Linked DNA regions of Sus scrofa: region 2 is linked to region 1. A link is a contact called in public HiChIP or PLAC-seq data. All regions are on one chromosome and are shown on one strand. Each heading gives the region's core, a stretch centred on a gene start, on an enhancer-like site or on the middle of the called end of the contact. The rest is flanking DNA. Distances are from core to core; before and after follow the strand shown. Region 1 overlaps TCF4 (transcription factor 4). Region 2 has its middle 170 kb from the start of TXNL1.

Region 1 (6,292 bases), core at 3,183-5,682:
CCTTTTCCGTGTACTGGTACCAAACTCCCCGTAACACCCCCTGAGTTTCATACAGCAGTCTTCGATCTGTCTCCAGTCTCAAGGTCTCCTTGAGGCCCTCATTTAAGCACATATTCTGCCAGCTCTGTTGTTGGCAGCTTTGATGGGTGCCATTAATTCCTATGTTGAGGCCACGAATAACACTGTTGACCAGGGGAGGGCATAGAACAGAAAACCCTGAAGGTCAGTCAGTGCTAAGGACATTCTCTCCATGCTTACAACATCCCCCGCTCTTTGGGTTTGCTATTTCAGCCAGTTATAGCCACCTAGTTTTACTCTCACAGGGTTCTAACTTTCTCATTTTGTCCGTTGCATTGTTATAAGACACCATGTGTACCACCTCCCCATGACTGAGGACATGGGCTTTGTCTAGGAAGACCTGTCTTGATAGAACCAAACTTGAGTTTGAGAGGTCATTGCCACTATGTCAGAGCATTTCGAAACTACCTTTGAAATAGCCTGTTACAGAATTTCACCCAAGGTCTGAGTCATCAACATCACTGTTCTATGGCTACACTATTGGGTTTTTTTTCCTTAATGAGGATATTTTCCTGTCCCTCATGTCCCACCATCTCTCCTCATCTCCACAGCTACCACAAGTTTCTGGAACCAAATTAGCAACCTCAACTGAAAAGTTTTATCTGTATGAATATTGTACTTTATTTTAAGAAAACTTAAGGGGGGGGAAGCAGAGAGGAAAAATAACTTGAAATTCTCTTTAGTTAAAACAAATTGTGCCAGCCTTAATGAGATATTATTGACATCTAGCATATGTAATTTTAAGGTGTATAGTGTGACGACTGATAGATGTATGTATGACGAAACCACCACCACAGTAAGGTTAGTTAACACCTCTGTCCCCTTGTTCCCTCACGTAATTCTTTCTTTTTTTTTTTTTTTTTTTTTTTTGGTGTTGATAACTTCAAAGAGCCACTCTCAACAACTTTCAAGTATATAAGACAGTATTCCTTTTTTTTTTTGCTTTTTTTAGAGTTGCACCCGTGACATGTGGAATGTTCCCAAGGCTAGGGATCTAATTGGAGCTACAGCTGCCAGCCTACACCACAGCCACAGCAACACAGGATCTGAGCCACGTCTGTGACCTACACCACAGCTCATGGCAATGCCGGATCCTTGACCCACTAAGCAAGGCCAGGGATCGAACCCGCAACCTCATGATTCCTAGTCAGATTCATTTCCGCTGTGCCACCATGGGAACTCCAAGACAGTATTCTTAATGTAACCATGCTGTGCACTAGATCCCCAGAACTTGTCTTATAAGTTCATCCCCTTGGACTGACATCTCCTCATCCCCCACCCCAGCCCCCAGTCCCTGGCAACCAGAATTCTCCTCTCTCACTTCTTAGAGTTCACTTTTCTAGATTCTACATGTAACTGAGAATATTCAGTATCTGTCTCCCTCTGTCTGACTTAAAGAAGTTCTCTTGACCATGAGTTAGTTACAACAGTCATAGTAGAATCCTTGAGCCCACCATGTGTTATTTCTGCATTCACTTAAACAAGTCAAGAGGTTCGAATACAGCCATGGCAGTGAGACCGTTTACTCACCATTAACAACCCCTGAGGCAAATGGTGAGGCACCATGCATGTCCAGATCCCACTGGGTCTAAATTAGGTATATCCCCCATTTTATTCCCCTAATCTCCTTTTTACTCAAACTCAGGCCCATGACCTAGAAACGAGACAGTCAGTCTGCATTGGACTGTCAAACCCAAAGAAGCCCTTCTCTCCATACTTCTAGGACAAACCACACCTAGTTCCTTAATTTTCCCCCAAAGGATGTGTTTAGTACCCTGGTGACATGAACTTTAAATATTTAAATATATAAAAGCCAAAATGGTTGTCTCCTGACTTTTAAAATGTAAAAATGAACCTATTTACAAAAGAGGAACAGACTCAGACATAGAGAACAGACTTGTGGTTGCCAAGGGGGAGGAGAGAGGGAGTGGGATGGATGGGGAGTTTGGGGTTGGTAGATGCAAACTCTTACATTTAGAATAAGGTCCTGCCATATAGCATAGGAAACTATATCCAGTCTCTTGTGATAGAGCACAATGGAGGACAGTCTGAGAAAAGGAATGTCTGCGTATGCGTGACTAGGTCACTATGCTGTACAGCAGAAATTGACACAACACTGTAAATCGACGATAATTTTAAAAGAGAAAAAGAAATCAAGAAAACCGTGCTATTTACAATCAAATTGAAAAGAATAAAATACCTAAGAATGAATTTAACCAAAAAGGTGAAAGAACTGTGTCCTGAAACCTATGACATTGATGAAAGAAACTGAAGACAATAAAAATAAAAGGAAAGGTTTTATAAGAAACACATTTAAAATAGACTGTAGGACCTTAACGCATTTTGACTTCCTTCTTAAACAATAGAGGGGAAAACAGACACTTCCCATAGCACAGTTATACTGTATTAGGGACAAGGCCACAGTGCCAAACTGTCCATCACTTAGAAAAGACACAACCCTTGCATTTTAAGAAATAGTATTACCCTCTTTTTCTCAGGAGTTCGATTTTCTGAAGGGAGAAATCTGTATGGTACAGGTTAGAAAATACACTGATATTTATTCATCCTTCAGCATGGTCTGTGTTTCAGCTCCTTAGGGGACACATAAACGTGCAAGAAAAAGTCTCTGAGCCCACGGGCCTTTGACTCTGGGAGGGTGATAACGCAAGTCTGTACCTAACTAAGTATAATGTAGCGTGGAATGATTAAGTGACCTCAGAAGTGATTCAGAGAAGGGTGAACGTTGGCCAGCCTTAGGGGACCACTAGGAAAATGTGTCACTGAGCTCACATTCAAGCCTGCATCGGACTTGAACAGAGGCAGGCGAGGAGGGCATTACAGAATAAACAGGATCGAAAAAAAAAAAACCCAGAAAATAAAGGATCTTATGTGTGCAGATGGGAGTGAGAAAATGACCCCATGATACCGGCCCTTACGGTGTGCCAGGCAGGGCTGCGCTGGGCGGAAAGGCCCTCCTCGGAGCTCAGCAGCTCCAACAATTGGCTCGGATCTTTCACAGGAGAGTCCACAGGAAGAGTGAGTTTTCGTGTATATTTTTTACATCCAAATCAAATTAACTCATGGAATTTTCCACCCTTAGGAATTAAAGTAGCAGCTCATGAAGTAATTCAGTTATGTCATTCATACCAAAACAGAAAATGCTGGAGCAACTTGGCACCATTTAAAAGCCAAGACTCAGCCTTGGCCATTTTGTATTTTTTTTTTTTTTCTTCCAAAACCTGTGGCTGTTGTGTTATTTTAACTTTTATTGTGGCTGTAAATTTTTTTTTCAAATCAAAAGTATCTTAATTGCTTAGAAAACAGAAGTGTAAAATAGATTCGAAATAAGAGGGTTTAGGCAGAGCAGCTTTAGGAAGGAAAACCTAAACAACAAAAAATGAAGCTTTAAACATCAGATTTCTGAAATGCGGGGATTTTACCTAATTGATTGGCATTTGAAGTTGTACATAATTATAGCTTCCTCTGGATACATAAATCATCTTACAACTATAAAGTTGAGTTTAACGGAAAGATCTGTCCAGTATTAGTTAAATGACATCTTTGGGGAAGCATTGTCCTGATACAATAGCCACATTCATTTTCACGCAGTTAATTGGACATATTGTCAAAAACCACGGTGTTAAGTTTCCACATTTTAATTTCACATTTTTGCCTTCTCCCTGGCTTCTGCAACAGGACCGGGTCTCGTTTGGAGCTGAAAGTGTGTGAAAGTTATTGGAGAATGGTAGTCTCTGGGTAATGTTTCTGTAAGCTGCCCCCAATTTTCCCCCCTGTAGTCTAGATGGGAAACAGCTGGTTTTTGTTTAAAAAGCTGTTTTGCGAAGTGTCTGAATCTTGAGGTGTAGAACTGAGGTCACCAGTAAAAGCAGGTGCTCAGGAACAAGTGAGAAAGACGCTGGGGCCCGGCTGGCCCTATAATCTTCTGCAGAGTCCTTCCTATTAGAGGAAAAAGTGTTGAGGTTGGCTCCTTTATTTAGGAGGCAAACAGATAAAGTAATCACGTTCGAGATGCTGTTAGAAATAGAGTATCTTTGAACGTAGCCAGCCCTTGAGTGCGTAATTAGCTCTCTCTGAAATGGCTGTTTCCCTCCCAAGGCTTCAAAAACGAAGGTCCAAGCCTTTAACTTCCTTTATGTACTTGCATTTCCTCTCTAAATACACCCACAGTAAAAAGAACTACAGTTTCAAATAAGTAGTCCCAGAGCCTGGTCCATCCTCTGAGTTTCTGGATGCGGTCTCAAAGAAGGAAAGAAGAGGGACCTGCATGGGCAAGGCCAGGCAGTTTTGCATGGCAAAGCACAAAACATGTGGAATCGCTAAAGTCCAGTGCACGTCAGATATCCACCAGACTGAAGATGAAAGGAAATGAACTCCTCCCTTGGGCGCTGGAGGTTATTAGCAGCTGTTTATCCAGTCGGGAATAGAGATTAACATTGTAATTTTTTTTTTAAAGAACTAGAAGAAAATTTGTTTGGGAAGTTGGCTCTTCGTATCGGGTCACTGTGCATTGCCAAAAAAAACTTCCTTTCTCAGAACTTATGTAGTCGAGTTGAGCAATGTTATGATTCTCTGAGAGACTCAGGATTACCAAAAAGTCCATCTCCATTAAATAGAAGAGCCAAGGACAGAGCAGTGGATGGACGTCCGCCACAGGCCCATTCCCTTGAACTCCACAGCGTGAAACTTGCTGTTTGGTCCAGTACCTGTTCTCCTCCTGCCTCTAAATGGGGGTGTTCTTCCCCAACCTCCCAGCCCCCAACTTCATCTTTGCCACTCTCAGGCATACACAAATGGATTTTGTGCATGCCTACCACTTGCAAATGCCTTTTCATGACATATTGGGGAAACGGCTTGGTGCTCTGTGAAGCTTTGCTCTTAAAAAAAAAAAGTTGGATATTGGTATTTTTTTTCCCTGATTTAATGCTACTCTTAATGTCATTTTCTTTTATTAAATCCTTTCTTTTGCTTTTGATCTTATTTATAGCAGAGCCACCGGTCATATGGAAACTATTACTGTATAGCTGGGAGATGAAAGACTTCATTGCAGTTAAATAAGAGTGAATCATTTGGGCCAATAATACACACATACAGCGAGGTTCCATTTGTATCCAAAATGCCCTATGTTGCTCACTTTGTAACTAAACCATTGAGGTTTATAAAGGGCTTTACAGAAGTCTGCTTTTTGTCCAAAATATGTCTCTGACAACGTGAAAACACGTTGATTTGCAGTCCTTAGCTGCTGCTTCGTATATGCATAATCTAAATATTGGCACTTCTTGTGAAAATAGCAACTTTCATTTAAAGTTGAGATGTTAATTAATGTTAAATGCCATTTAAGCTGATCTGTAGATAATCTATATCAAAATTCTACCCATCATTTGAAAACTACCTAAAATGACACCTTCTTCTTAAAGTAGTCCCTGGTTTCTTCATCCAGTGTGATTTCACTCATCTTTAAATCCCTTCACGACCTGTACCCCTTCATGACATTCATCTTGTTTTGCCTTGTATAGTAGTTGTTTTGATCCACCAGTAAGGTGTAAGAGACCATAAAGTAATACTCACATCTTTTGTTCATTATTTTTCCTGAAAATACCTAAATCGTGTCTTGCATATAATAGACATTCAGGGCATTTGTTGAATTAAATGAAATGTTTGTTTTTTTTTCTTTTGATAGGAACATGCTAAACCTATATTCAGCAGTACCAAAAGCGTTTAGAGTGCAGATAGTCTCCCAAGATAGATGCCATAGGTGTCATCCTTTACTGTTAAGGAAACCCCTAATTCACCTTGTGGTAGTCTGATCCCATACAAGGACCCAGCCCTCGCCCTTAGAATGCTTACACCTCAGGACAAGGATAGGCTTTCTGAATAGCAGCTAAACAAAATCATTGACACGTACGCCCTACCATATTAGACAGTGGCCGCTAGTGTGTGGCATTCAGACTGAACAGTCCAGGAGAACCCTGTCCAGGCCCAGCAAGATGATGAGAATTCTGGAGACTCAGACCTTCCAGGAGGAGTAAGAGGAAGAGAAGTGGGACTAATAAAAGTGAAGTGGTCAGTGGGTCAGTGGGGAAGGAAACCCGCCCTGGCGGACAGAAGAGGGAGGGCTTAGCTCAAGCCTCAGAGATGTGGAAGAGAAGGGCCCCAACTAGGTACCTGAAGACTGAGATGAAGGAATTTAGGAATA
Region 2 (6,549 bases), core at 790-3,289, 1.1 Mb before region 1:
AACTCCACAAGAGAGATATTATCAAGATCCCCCTCTTACAGATGGGAAAACTGAGGCACTGAGAGATGAACATAACTGGCAAAGGACTCAAAGCTTGGAAGTGGTGGAGGAAGGATTTGAACCTAGTTCCTAAGCCTGTGCTTTCAGCCTCTGCACTGCACTATGTTCCAAAATATGTCTTAAAGCATTACATGCTGTGGGCTGCCTGGGAACACTGTTTTCCTCTTCCTCCTCTCATTCTGCTGTGAGAGCGTATGGATGCTGGATGGAAGGGAAAGAGCAAAAGCAGAATATTCCACTTCAAATGCCCTCCTTTCTCTTCCCCTTCCAGTCTCCCATGTTTACTATTCCTCCTCTCGTAGATTCATATCAGTTTCAAAAAAACTTGTGAAATTGATTCCAAAATTCTCTTCTTTCTTTCTTTAAGATTTATTTATATATTTCTTTCTTTCTTTAAGGGTGATTTTTGTTTTCCCTCCTGATTTTTGAAAGCCCAGACCAATGCAGAAGAAATATTTTATGTTTTTAAGGAAGAATAGAAAAGGGTTGATGCAGATGAATGGATTAAGAAGATGTGGTATACATACACAATGGAATACCACTCAGCCATAAAAAAGAACAAAATAATGCCATTTGCAGCAACATGGATGGAACTAGAGACTCTCATACTAAGTGAAGTAAGTCAGAAAGAGAAAGACAAATACCATATGATATCACTTATATTTGGAATCTAATATATGGCACAAATGAAGCTTTCCACAGAAAAGAAAATCATGGGCATGGAGAACAGACTTGTGGTTGCCAAGGGGGCGGGGGAGGGAGTGGGATGGACTGGGAATTTGGGGTTAATAGATGCAAACTATTGCCTTGGGAATGGATAAGCAATGAAATCCTTCTGTATAGCACTGGAAACTATACCTGGTCACTTATGATGGAGCATGATAATATGAGAAAAAAGAATGTATACATGTATGTGTAACTGGGTCACCTTGATATACAGTAGAAAATTGACAGAACACTGTAAACCAGCTATAATGGAAAAAATAAAAATCATTATTAAAAAAAAAAAGAAAGAAATGGGTCGATGGATGACCCATGAAGCCTTATGGGGAGTTACTGCTGGATATCCTCTTTTCCTGCAAAGACCCACTTGGACTGCAGTGAGAACTTCACAGTGGCTTGTCTTACAATAAGATCACTTTAAAATAGAGCATTTTGGGAGTTCCTGTTGTAGTTCAGTGGAAATGAAACTGACTAGTATCCATGAGGATGCGGGTTCAGTCCCTGGCCCTACTGGATCTGGTGTTGCTGTGATCTGTGGTGTAGGTCACAGATCACAGCAGATCCTGAGTTGCTGTGGCTGTGGTGTAGGTCAGCAGCTACAGCTCTGATTCGACCCCTAGCCGGGGAACCTTCATATATTGAGGGTGCAGCCCTAAAAAGCAAAATGAAATGAAATGAAATAAAATAGAGCATTTTGAGTACACTGTCTGTTACCCAGATTGGGTTGCTACTGGAGAAGGATGGACTTTGTCATGGCTTCTGCTGCCACATCCACACAATGACAGAGAGGCAGCCGTGGGGTTGTTTTGGAGAAACCCCTTTCTAAGGACTCGGAGGAAGTGAGCCAGGCATTTGTAACACAAACCAGTGACTCAAGAAGGAACAGGAAAGGACAATCACAAGTTTCCTAGCCTGGGACACAGAAAACGTAAAAACAAGGTCACATGTCCCACCATGAAGAAAGGAGTCTCTGAAAAGGGAGGAAAAAACCCAGCCAAATATAACTCCACATAAAGATGATCAGAAAAACATCCTCGCTCGTTTGACAACCAACCAAGAATAACATATGAGTTCATCGAGCTCCAAAAGGGAAGAGAAAAGATAGAGGCATTAGCCAGCTAATTTAAAAATCAAGAAGTGCCTTTCTCATCATCATGCAGAGGAATGTTCGAGAACAGATCCTTATAGAGTAGCACTAACCCCCTGAAGCGGAGTTTCCTGTAGGGACCAAGCAGCTGCATCTTTGATGACTCCTTGGATATTAGCAAAACACTTGCTAAAAATAGATGAACATCAACAAGTCATAAATAAGGGAACAGGAGTGGGAAACTCCATACAAAAGGTGAGTGGGCAAGAACAAAGACATCCTTTTCTGCCAAGGCAATTATCACGTGCAGCAGCAAAGCATGAATCACTGAGTCATTTCGAAGTTCAAGTGCCAAATAAGAATAAAAGTCCTATGCAGGAAACTGTCACATAGCAGGGCACTGGAGGCAAGCTGCTCCCCTAGTATCTGTTTCTAGCACTCCATTTTATGGAGTGGAAAGTAAGCATGACAGTGACAGAAGCTCTGAGGGTATTATAATGGCCAGGTGGCAAGGAAGTACCCGGGCTGTCAGTCTGGTGTTTTAGCGACATCAGTTCTTCCCCTGTTTAAGCTCTGTTTAAGTTTCCTTTACTGGCAGGGAAGCCATCAGAATCTCTACCTTGATTTCTCTCGGGGAGGTGGGAGACCAGCTTCTCAGGTCTTGTGTGTGAACAAGTTGGAGCATATCAATTTGGACCGCACTAAATCAGATACATGTGGTTTTCTCAAAATAAGCCAAATCCGCGCTGATCAGTTTCTGCTCTTCCTTTCTGTTCAGTTTCAATCCATTTAAACTCTGAACAGTCTGTACTTATTAAGTACCATGTGTACATGGTGTAGGGCTTGGCTCTACCCATAATACATCAAAGCAAATAAGCACAGCCCTCCTTCTAGTAAGTCCTGGTTCAAGGAGGCTTTGCCATGAGCAGATGGAAAGCTACTGCAGCTACGCCCACCAGTTTAGGTAATTCTTGCCTAACACAGAAAGCATCTCATCTGATGTCCCAAAGAAAACTGCTGTCCGACTCCACAAAGACACCATATAATTCCTAAACTGCAACCTAGCAAATAACTCTTAAACAAATCAAAGTATCTGTAGAAACACACAACTCTTTTAAGAAAGTTTATGTAAAAATACATCCTCATGGGAGTTCCTGTTGTGGCTCAGTGGTAACGAACCCAACTAATAACTATGAGGATGTGGGTTTGATCCCTGGCCTGGCTCAGTGGGTTGTGGATCCAGAGTTGCCCTGAGCTGTGGTGGTGTAGGTTGCAGACACAGTTCAGATCCTGCGTTGCTGTGGCTGTGGTATAGGTTGGCAGTTGTAACTCTGATTTGACCCCTAGCCTGGGAACCTTCATATGCTGCGGGTGTGGCCCAAAAAAGCAAAAAAAAAAAGGCATCCTCATGTCATTTGGTAAGTCCTTAACCTATATATCAGTGACCAAATTACTGAAATAAAATAGTTAAGCCAGGGTAATTTTAGTGAGAGAAAGCGGGATTCCCACAGCCCCTACCCATAGGTTTATTTATTTATTGCTTTGTTCTATGGGGATTTTGCAAGTCCTTGTGATTTATGAATTGCTGCTGGTTCATTCAAGCAGATTCCTTTCTATACATCAGAGCACTTGTGCAAGACCACCTGGGCAACGTGATTCATTCTTCGTTAAACAGAGATTTTGATAAAGAGATTCTTCTATCCTCTTATACTGCAGATGGCAAAACATCCCTTTTACACATTGTTTTCTGAGTTGACACTCAGTCAAATGTGCCTCATTCTGCCCTGATTCCTGCCACCAAGCTCCCAACAGTGGGTCTGGGGCTGGTGTTTGGAAGGAACAGTATGTGTTGAATGAACATGGTGCAAAGGGGCTGAAGAACTTGGAGCCTTTTCTGTTCAAGCTGAGTGATGGCTCATCAGCTACTTATGGTGGGGCAGAGAGCCCAACTGGAGGTAAAGAGAAATGCAAAGTGGTGGCTGTTCATTCTCTAAGTCTTTAAGGATGGGATAAGATGCATTTTTTTTCTCTGCTTTCAGCAGGGGAACATTCTGGTCCTCTGAACTTGGCAGTGGCTGGTGTGAACCTGGTCTCATTGTCATGGTTAGAAGTAGATGTGGTTCCTGGGGGTGGTGCTGAGCTTTATTTGTAGGTACTATTCCCAGGGTTTGCATAGCAGTGTCACAACCTGCTTGTTGAACAGTTATCTGTCTTGGCTGAACATTTTGAGCCATGCTTGGGGTTTGCAGAGGGTTCTATTTAATAGTTGGGGTTTAATGCGTTTCTCTCTGTGTGTGTTGAAATGAACACACAAAACATGGAAGCAAATATTTACCAGTATTTTGGTTCACATTGACCCATCTTTTCCTTCTTTCCTTACCTTCTGCTTTCCAGCCCACAAGACTGGCTCTCAGGTGTGGGTTTTTTCAGGCAGTCATTTCTAGCCTCTAGGGAGTGTACTGGCCTTTGATCTCTCCATGTTCTGGGACCTTTGCTGTTTTCCCCCTCCAGGAATCCCCATTGAAACATGATGTTATATGTTGGAGAATCTAAGAAACCATCAATCTAAAGACAGTCCATTATGTTGTGTTCTAAGAAAGAAAAAAAAAATACTGTCAAACTATGTCATGTCATAGATTGCAAATGCATCCTGATTTCAGAAACGTTAAAATAGCAACACAAAGTGCATTAAGATTCGAGGAAATACATATTCATCATTTTGGAGGGACCACATAAGGAAATCTGGGGTCTAACAAGCAGAGACTAAACAAATACATACCAAGGAAAGACTCTCCCTCAGCTAAAACTTTCTTTAACGTCTTTTTCCACAAAGTGCTCAACTGGGATTTCAGGACAAAATTCTTCGTGGAGATGTTTTTCAAATGTTATCCACCAAAGTAGTTAGTAAAATGGGGCTGGTGAATATAGTCAAGAAACCATCAGATGTCTGAGTTTTTTCAGCCTAGGACAAGACAAAAACACAAGTGAAGTAGATAACAGCAGCAAGAACAATAACACACCATCAGCCACGGTGACCAGCATTTGTGTACCCTGGGACCTACCTGCTTTCTGAATGCTGTTGTTCACCAACAGTGCAGTGGGGAGGGAGTCCATGTGGCTCTTGGAGAATAGCCTTGGAAATAACTTACCATTTAAGGCAAAGTGGGATGGGGGTGGGAAGGGTGGTACTGTACATTTGTACCTTTTATTTGGCCCTCACACATCAATGTTCTTTTAAAAACCTAAGAAATACATAATAACAGCCAGAGAGTGTGTTTAACATCTTATACAATTTCAAGAATAATGACACAGTAATGGCCAACATCACTAATCATCAGGGAAATGCACTCATAACCACATGGGATATCACCACACACTGTCAGAGTGGCCATCATCAAAACAGAAGATAAATAGCACATGTTGGCAAGGATGTGGAGAAAAAGGAACTCTCGTACACTGTTGGTAGGAACGTAAATTGGTACAGCTACTATGGAAAATAGCATAGAGGTTTCTCGAAAAACTAAAGCTAAAACTACCATATGTTCCAGCAATTCCATTCCTGGGTATATATCCAAGAAAAACATTGGGATACATGCATCCCAATGTTCATAGTAGCATTTTACAATTGCCAAGATATGGAAGCATCCCAAGTGTCCACTGACAGGTGAATGGATAAAGAAGATGTAGCATTTATATATATGTGTACTAACACACACATACACATACACACACAGAGGAATACTACTGTGCCATAAAAAAGATGAAGATGTGCCATTTGCAGGATGGATACACTTAGGAGAATAGGTTTGGAGGGTATTATGCTAAGTGAAATAAGTCAAATAGAAAAAGACAAATACTGCATGGTATCACTTAAATGTGGAATTTTAAAAGTACAACAAACTATTGAATATAAAGAAAAGAAGCAGACTCACTATGTCCCCAAATTTTGTTATTACCCCCTTTTCCCCACCAGCCTGAATTTTGTGGGAGTCACTCTCTGCTTTTCTTTATGTATAGGTATTCCTAAACAATACATTGTTTCATTTGCATGTTTTGGAAACTTAGGTAAATAAAATCATACTGTATGTATTTTTCTAACGCTTGCTTTTTTAGTGCTCAACAATATACATTTTAGATTCAACCATGTTCATATGGAGACTTATTGCATTCCATTGTTTGACTAGGTCATAATTCATTCATGCCTTTGTCTGTTTATGGATGTTTGGGTTGTTTTGCTTTGAAAAACAGCGCTGCTATGAATATTCTGATACATGTTGCCTGGTGAACATGTACACGTTCCTCTTGGCTATGCATCTGTGGGTGAAGTTGTTGGGTTGTAGGGTGTGCCTGTGTGATTCCAAGGGAGAAATATCATGGGGCTTGTGCCCACCAGCAGTATAGAGCGAGTCCCTCATTCCATATCTTTATTCCACATCTTATTACTTGATATGCTCAGACTTGAAAAATTTTCTCTCACCAGGTGGGAGTGAATGATATTTCATTGTGGTTTTAGTATGCATTTTCCCGATTTTTTTTTTTTTTTTGTATTTTTAGGGCTGCACCCACAGCATTTGGAGGTCTCCAGGCTAGGGGTCTAGTCGGAGCTGTAGCCACTGGCCTACACCACGGCCACAGCAACGCCAGCTCCAAGCTGCGTCTTCGATCTACACCACAGCTCA

Evidence for each region. HiChIP or PLAC-seq counts read pairs in DNA pulled down with a chosen protein or histone mark.
Region 2: a contact with region 1 is called in an H3K27ac HiChIP or PLAC-seq map of skeletal muscle, with 16 times the contacts expected there. The contact joins two enhancer-like sites. A contact is called at or near these places in 2 of 47 Hi-C or Micro-C datasets (heart right ventricle and subcutaneous adipose tissue) and 1 of 2 datasets of contacts at active chromatin or transcription factors (skeletal muscle).

What each region holds. Positions count from the first base shown.
Region 1 is chr1:104,734,486-104,740,777 of Sscrofa11.1, reverse strand. The region is part of intron 15 of TCF4 (transcription factor 4); the gene reads left to right. Among named protein-coding and RNA genes, the nearest start is that of CCDC68, 260 kb to the right of the region's middle. Within about 2 kb of position 4,432, at least 27 of the 83 cell types and tissues checked have an H3K27ac peak or open chromatin away from gene starts, as enhancers often do. A contact at or near this core is called in skeletal muscle, where this site is marked.
Region 2 is chr1:105,844,936-105,851,484 of Sscrofa11.1, reverse strand. No RefSeq gene overlaps it. Among named protein-coding and RNA genes, the nearest start is that of TXNL1, 170 kb to the left of the region's middle. Within about 2 kb of position 2,039, at least 13 of the 83 cell types and tissues checked have an H3K27ac peak or open chromatin away from gene starts, as enhancers often do. A contact at or near this core is called in skeletal muscle, where this site is marked.